2 separate regions of the Sus scrofa genome follow, and region 1 is linked to region 2. A link is a contact called in public Hi-C data. All regions are on one chromosome and are shown on one strand. The core of a region is the stretch at or near the end of the contact, and the rest is flanking DNA. Distances in the headings are between cores, read along the strand shown. Region 1 holds the start of MPZL1 (myelin protein zero-like protein 1). Region 2 overlaps MPZL1 (myelin protein zero-like protein 1).

The links. A called contact is a pair of places that touch in the nucleus more often than the background predicts.
Region 1: a contact with region 2 is called in a Hi-C map of alveolar macrophages, with 1.6 times the contacts expected there. The contact joins the promoter of MPZL1 here to the enhancer-like site in region 2. A contact is called at or near these places in 1 of 5 promoter capture datasets (liver) and 7 of 47 Hi-C or Micro-C datasets (alveolar macrophages, brain, embryonic fibroblasts and 2 more).

Annotation. Positions count from the first base shown.
Region 1 is chr4:83,308,120-83,311,799 of Sscrofa11.1, reverse strand. MPZL1 (myelin protein zero-like protein 1) reads left to right here and starts at 2,180. Exons shown (of 6, transcript XR_002343361.1): 1 at 2,180-2,467.
Region 2 is chr4:83,265,973-83,269,841 of Sscrofa11.1, reverse strand. The region is part of intron 1 of MPZL1 (myelin protein zero-like protein 1); the gene reads left to right. Among named protein-coding and RNA genes, the nearest start is that of MPZL1, 42 kb to the left of the region's middle. Within about 2 kb of position 2,376, at least 11 of the 83 cell types and tissues checked have an H3K27ac peak or open chromatin away from gene starts, as enhancers often do. A contact at or near this core is called in alveolar macrophages and liver, where this site is marked.

The sequences.
Region 1 (3,680 bases), core at 931-3,430, 42 kb before region 2:
ACTGCCAGCATCATTCTCCACTCTGGCTAGAAAGTGGAGGTCACATCTGTCTTTGCTTAAACTTCCCATCCAATTTATACCCAGTCTTGTCATTCTGAATGGTTTTTCCAATAGTCCGCTCCATCATCACTATCAATAACTTATTTTGTACTCTCCTCACTCTTGCCTTGTCTGTTGCAGGGGTCACCCTTTTAATACATGGGTCTGAATTTGTCACCTCCCTGTCATCACTACACACTGCCTACAGAATAAAGACAATCCAAGGCTCTTTAAAATATAACCACAGCCTGCTTTTCCAGTGTTCTCTCCTACCCTAAAACCCCTGAAGTCCCAAATCACACAAGCTTAATCCACTATTCCTTTACACCTAGTACTTCTTTCTTGTGTCTGAGTTGACTTTTCCTGTTTCCCTCTGGTGAAACTTTATTCACCCATTAAAATCCACCTCAAATGCTACATCCTCTGTGCATCTTTTCCAGACACCTCATGGGCCAGTGGTTCTCAGAAGAGAGAATATGTGTGTTGAGATACATCACAGTCAGTGGAGAAGCTTTTCACATTACATGTGTTTTTGAGAACCTCATTGTCCCTGCTGGCCTTAGGTCTCTCCTTTATTTGATCTCATAGAGCATGAAAAAAAATCTCATTACGTACTTGCTTGCTACACTGACTAGTAGACTGTGCTTCTTCAGAGTAAAGTCTAGGTATTGTACATCTACAGCACATAGTAGTTGCTCACTTAATGCACTTTTTTTTTTCTTTTTGTCCTTTGAGGGCCTCATATGGAGGTTCCCAGGCTAGGGGTCAAATCGGAGCTACAGCTGCAGGCTTACACCACAGCCACAGCCACAGCCACATGAGATCCAAGCCATGTCTGCAACCTATACCACTGCTCACTGCAACGCAGAATCCTTAACCTACTAAGTGAGGCCAGGGATCAAACCTGAGTCCTCGTGGATGCTAATCAGATTCATTTCTGCTGAGCCACGATGGGAACTTCCTTAATGCACTTGTATATTAGTATTCTTTCCAACCTATGGCATTCCAGAAACACTTCATAAGGTCATGCTGAGTGAGAAATAGATTGAAATGGTCCCTCTCTCTCTTTGTAGTTTTCAGTTTTCTCTCACTAGTGCTAAAGTAATTATTATGAGTTTGTGGTACTGCAAGGCTAGCAGGCTAAAACAGCAACAAATCAGGAGAGGTGTTACTAAGATTGACTTTAGACAAAATCCTGAAATGAGAGGCTGCATTTAGGTCCTCTCACCACGCTCTTCCCCCACTCTCTCCTAACTGCCTAGTACTTGTTTTCCTCACTCACACTATTGGCCTCCTATCTGGGTTTTTCCTTTTCTTCCTTCACCATCATCTTTCTTGTGCTCTTGTCTCATTTCTCTCTTTCATGGGCTACTCTCAGAAGGACCCTTCCAAACACTTTATTTACTGGGCAACCAATAAGTTGCAGACATTGTCCTGGGCCAAGATAACCAAGTGGAGCCGGCTCAGGCAAGGCACTTCCGAGTCAGGGTGGAGAACTAACCAATTTTTTATTGATAAATTAAGGGACATTTTGTTGATAAAAGCAAAACAAACAAACCCCCCATTCATTTGTGCTCTAGGTTGCAGGAAAGTGTTCTCAGTTCCTGACCCTTCTTAAACCAAAAGGAGGGCCTCCTAAGAAGGGAGTCAGACAAGATGGAGACTTCTTTTTAAGCTAGTAGATTTTTCAAATTGCAACACATAAATTATCTGGTCCAGGCAAAGGACACGCCTCGGGAAGCAGGGCAAGCGGGGAAACGAGTTCTATCTGGAAGTCTGAATCAGAAGTCTCTCCCCATTGTACCCTAATCCTTCTTTTCTTTTTCTTTTTCTTTTTTTAATTTAGTAAATGAACTGCTTCTTTAGGTGAGGCTCAGAGAAACGGAGAAGAGCTGAAACAGGCGAGGACAGATAATGAGATCTGGGGGGTTGGACCCTTAGAGAGGCAGAGGAGAAAGGCAGGCGGCAGCCACGCAGGCAGGCAAAGGGCTTGGCGGCGGTTCCCTCGGACAGCCGAGGACCTCCAGCGCCTGGATAAGGAGCCAGGGTGGGACTGAGGGGGGCGGGGCTACACCTGGGGGAGGGGTGATGGACAGTAAGTGCCTTCCAATCCCGTCCTTCAAAGGGCGCGGGGCAGGCCAATGAGCAGGCAGCTGGAGCCGAGGCCGCGGCGGAGGGCTGGCTGGCTGCGCCTGGGGCCGCGAGCGGGGAGCGCGGCGTGGAGGTGCCAGCGGACGCGGGTGGCGGCGAGTCAGGCTCCTTCAGCCCCGAGCAGAGCTAACCACAGTGGGGACCGGGGCCCGGGGGTGCGGCGGCTGCGGCTGCAGCGAGAGGACGATGGCAGCGCCCGCCGGGGCCAGGGCACTGATTGCAGCCCCAGACCGCGGGCGCTGGCTGTGGTCGGTGCTGGTGGCGGCGCTCGGACTCCGTGAGTGTTGCGGTGGCGGCGGGGGCTTGGGGCAGGGTGGCGGGCCCTGAGCTTGAGGGGCGCTGAGGTGGGGAGGGGGCGCGGCCTACGCGCTCTGGGGCTGGGGGAACCGAGCCGGCGGGCGGGGACCGCGGGCCCCGCTACGGGCAGAGGAGGCGCGGAGCTTCTTTCTTCTTCCTCGGTCCCTGCGTGAGGAGGAAGGGGGAAAAACTCCCTACCTTGCTCACTCCTGGGGGAATCTGTCTGGAGAGCAGGCCCGACGGGCGGCTGCATCGCACCCTCGCTGATTCGCCCACCTTCTCCGCATGGTGACTTTGGGTCGCCTGGGCCCGCCTGGAATTCCGGTTCAGGAACCCGGGCTTCTGGCGTTCTCCACCTTTGGGAGGTGGCGGAAGGTTGCAGGTTTTTCATTTGTAGGGCCTTTGTTGTTTGTTCCTCTGTTTTAAGCAATTTTTTTTTTTTTTTAACCTCGTAAAGTACCCATTTTTAAGCCTCTGAGATAGAAGAGTCCCGGAGCTTAATTTGGCTTATCTCTGGGGTCTGCAGAGCACCAAGAAGAAATTTACATTACTTTTGGGTGAGAATGCAGAGTTGGAAATACCACTGGAATGACCTGGTTTAAGAGTTCGGGCAAATCCATAATCATTCGAGACATCGTCACCATTTTTTGACAAGACATAGGACATTAAAAGGCACATTTTTCTTTTATCCAAAAAAAAAATCCTTTTTTTCCTTGCTAGATTTCGTGAGTGAGGCATAAGGTAAACCTGAGACTGGACTGATTGAATTGGATGAGTTCTTTTAGGGATATCCGCAGTCCCCCATAGGCGTTTGTGTGTGTGTTGTTCAAAGCAGAGTACTTGTTGCTGTCTGAGAATGTGGTTAAGTAATGGTTATAAAGAGGGCCAACTCCTAAGAACCCATGGAGACTTGTTCATTTCTTTTGTTTTGCAAAATGTCAGTTGCCTCACAGTATCTGAACATGAGTATACTCAGTAATTAGTTTCATGGAAAAGTCCTTAATGTAATCTTTGGAAAATATCTTTTTTTTTTTTTTTTTTAATGGCTGCACCCACAGCATATGGAAGTTCCCGGGGCAGGGACTGAATCCCAGCTGCAGCTGAGGTTGCATCTGGGGCAATGCTGGATCCTTTAACCTACTGCACCTGCGGGGGGATGGTACCTGTGCCTCTAGACACCAGGGCAGCTGCAG
Region 2 (3,869 bases), core at 1,127-3,626:
TGGAGGTGGGTGGTGTGGTGAACGAGGTGCCCTGGTTCCAGCCAGCCATTCGTTCCAGCAGAGTGTGAGGAGTGCTTGACAGGGAAAGCAGGATGTGAGGGGCACGGGGTGGGGAATGTGAGCCAGACACTGGTAGGAGGTCACTTTTAGATTGTGGCCTGAAGCATGTTTTCAGACAAAGGGTAGGGAAGAGTGTGTTTCTGACAAAAGAAAAGCCTAATTAATCAATTTTGTCTTTTTTGTCTTTGTAGGGCCGCACCCTGGGCATATGGAGGTTCCCAAGCTAGGGGTCGAATCACAGCTGTTTCTGCCCACCTATACCACAGCCACAGCAACGCCATATCTGAACCGCATCTGCGTCCCACACCACAGCTTACGGCAGCGCCAGATCCTTAACCCACTAATTGAGGTCAGGGATCGAACTTGCAACCTCATGGTTCTTAGTTGGATTTGTTTCCACTGCGCCATGTCAGGAAGTCCAAAGCTTAATTTATTAATATTTATGGCTCATTGAATAAAATATATTTTTGTAGCCTCCTGACTTTGTGTCCTCCAGCTGAGGAAGGTCCAGAATAGCCCTGATGCCTGGCAGAATGTAGCCCATGTCAGCTGCAGGGTGGCCCAGTGCTGAGATAGGCTGGAGGCCTCTGACCCGACACCGGCATTGTTTCCACTCACACATACCATCAATTGGCTTTCCTTATCCAGCCTGAGTATGGGAGTCACAGCTGCACTGGGAGGGAGCTGTGTGCTGGATGCTTTCAGTGGAGCATTTGGGAAGTAAAGAAGTAAGTCTGGGAGTTCCTGTCGTGGCTCAATGGTAATGAACCTGACTGGTATCCATGAGGATGTGGGTTCAATCCCTGGCCCCACTCAGTGGGTTAAGGATTCGGAGCTGCTGTGAGCTGAGGTCTAGGTTGCAGACACAGCTCAGATCCCACGTGGCTGTGGTGTAGGCTGGCAGCTGCAGCTCCGATTTGACCCCTAGCCTGGGAACGTCCATTTGCTGCAGGTGCAGCTGAAAAAAGACAACAAAAGAAAAGAAAATCTCTTAGCATCTACTGACATCTCTGCAAAATTTGTTTTTATTATGAAGTATAAAATATATACAAAAGGCTGTGTGGGTGGGTGTTTTCTTGCACACGTGTGTGGTTTGCAGAATAAAATGAGGTCCCGTGCCCTCACTACCTAAGCTAGGAAATTAAACATGACCAGTAGTGTGTGTTACTTGCATCCTGTCCCCTCTACCCTGTTTCAGTCATAACCAGTAACCTGAATTCTGTGTTCAGTTTTCTTTCCCGTCCTCTTTTTCTGTCTGTTTGGCTGCACCTGAAGCATATGAAAGTTCTACAGGCCAGGGATTGAACCCACACGAACCCACACTACAGCAGTGACAACACCAGATCCTTAACTTCCTGAGCCACCAAGGAATTCTTTTACCTTTTTAGAAGGTCTTATTCTTCTAGGGCATATAACAATATCAGGCTATCAGTGTGTACCAACCACAAACAAGAGATAGGCTGAAAAGCTGAATAAATTGCGTGGTTATACTTTTTCAAAGAGGAGAATAGACTGGTAACATCAAAGTGCTTTAAACAAATTAAAAGCCTTTCAATTTTCAAGCAAATCCTTAACAAGCTCTGTTAAAAGGGTAAGGTTTTTACAAACTAGGTTACTACACCTAGACCCAGCAATAACATGACAAGGAATTGCTGTAGCCAATAAAGTGAAACCACTGTTTTTTTAAACCAGGTCGTGAAACTATTTGTTCATTCATAATAATGCTTCGCCGGTGTATTTAAAATGATTTTGTGGTTTCAGAGTTTGCATTTACTGGAGTAAGGTCATCTTGACATGTTCCTTGGAAGATACTATTGACACTATCACTTTAGTAATTCAAAGTATTGAAATAGATCCCATTAGGAAATAGCCTCTTGAGCGGACCATTCTTGAATTTGCTTCTTTCTTTGGAATTGTGATGGATGTTTTTTATGTATTTTGTATTTGCCCTTCATTTTCCCCTAAACTGTTCGGGTTCCCCATCCAGAATGGAAGAATACCAAGTTTTAGGTATCCTATTTGACTACTCTAGAAATGACCCTTAGTGAGTAGATTTCACAAGCTTTTTGATTACTTGTCAAATGATTTTGCAGGCTTTTTTATTTGAATTGATCTCCTACTTTGAGGGTTATTGCCACATCACTGCCAAATGGTCCTTTTGGGCAATGTGGTGCATTTTAGAAATTTATTTCCCAGGGCATGCCAGAACAAGAAGTTGTTTTTGTTTATTTTCTTGCCTTTTGAACTCTAGTGTGGCTTAGCACAATTCCTTTCCCCTGAAGAAGGCGAGCTCTGCTCCCATGACCATTCTGAAGTTTATCTGTAAGTTAATATGTAACTCAGAGTCATAGAAACATGTCTGTAACTTAATCTTTTTTTTTTTTTGCTTTTTAGGGCCACGCCTGCAGCACATGGAAGTTCCCAGGCTAGGCAGAACTGTTGCTGCCAGACCACACCACAGCCTCGGCAATGCAGGATCCTTAACCCACTGGTCGAGGCCAGGGATTGAACTTATGTCCTCATGGGTACTAGTTGGGTTCATTACTGCTGAGCCATGATGGGACTTACGATACTTAATCGTTTCATTTCATTTCTATATTTTTATTCCTGAGGCAGTTTGTTTTTCCAGGACTCAGCAGCAGACTTTTTGACCTCATCTGAGTTTTTAAAACTAAAGAGTTAATACTTTACACAGTGATTTTTTTTCTTTTTAATTTTTTTTTTTTTTTTTTTTTTCTTTTTAGGGCCACATCTGCGGCATATGGAGGTTCCCAGGCTAGGGGTTGAACCTGAGCTATAGCTGCTGGCCAACGCCACAGCCACAGAGGATCCGAGCCATATCTGCAACCTACACCACAGCTCACGGTAATGCCAGATCTTTAACCCACTGAGCAAGGCCAGGGATCGAACCCAAGTCCTCGTGGATGCTAGTCAGATTCGTTAACTGCTGAGCCACGATGGGAACTCCCTTTTTTGAAAAAATTTTATTGAAGTATAGTTGATTTATAATGTTGTGTTAATTTCTGCTTTTCACAGTGATTTTTGTCACTATACCATAGTTGTAAATCTGAGGCCTAAAAGAAACCTATTTAATATCTTATTCAGACTGGAATTCCAGTCTTACAGTGTCAGGGGATGCTGTGGATAGAACAGTAATTTCTCTGCATCTCAGTGCTCTTTATATTTGCATTTTTAAACTACTTTAGCCCCTTAAAGCTCTCTTTTATGACTCTGAAGATGAGCCATCTGAATTCCACAATAATTTACTGTGTACCTCCATAATACCCCTAGTCACGTTAAAAAAAAAAAAAAAAAAAAGACTGGACAAAGCAAACCATTCCCAATTGTTTCTGCAGCCAGTGAACTCATCTCTTGCTTAGGCTACATGGAATGTAGTCTGAGAGGGAGGTCTCTGTTTTTATTTTTCTCCTTTCCCCACACAGGAGACACTTTCTAACCAGGTGTTATTCATGCTCACTGACATTGATCGGAAACTGCTGTAAGCACTTTGGGCTTCTGTTATGTGCTTGGTAGCCACATGCAATTTTAAGTATGGGGCTTTCCTGCAACTTCCCCCTGAGGTCGGCTGTGCAGAGCATCTGACTTCCAGCAGTTCACAAGGTTGCTAATCTTCTGTTGTGGCATCACCATTTCCCGTCTCCCTGTCCATAGCCTCCTCTGTGCTGAGGGCACTCAGGACAGGCAGAGAAGCAACAGGGTGACGGGGTGGCTGCTCAGCATGTTTGGAGTGCAGGCGAAGATGAGGTCTTAGAGGTGGCCGGGGATTTCTGGGCCACTCTGAGGACTCA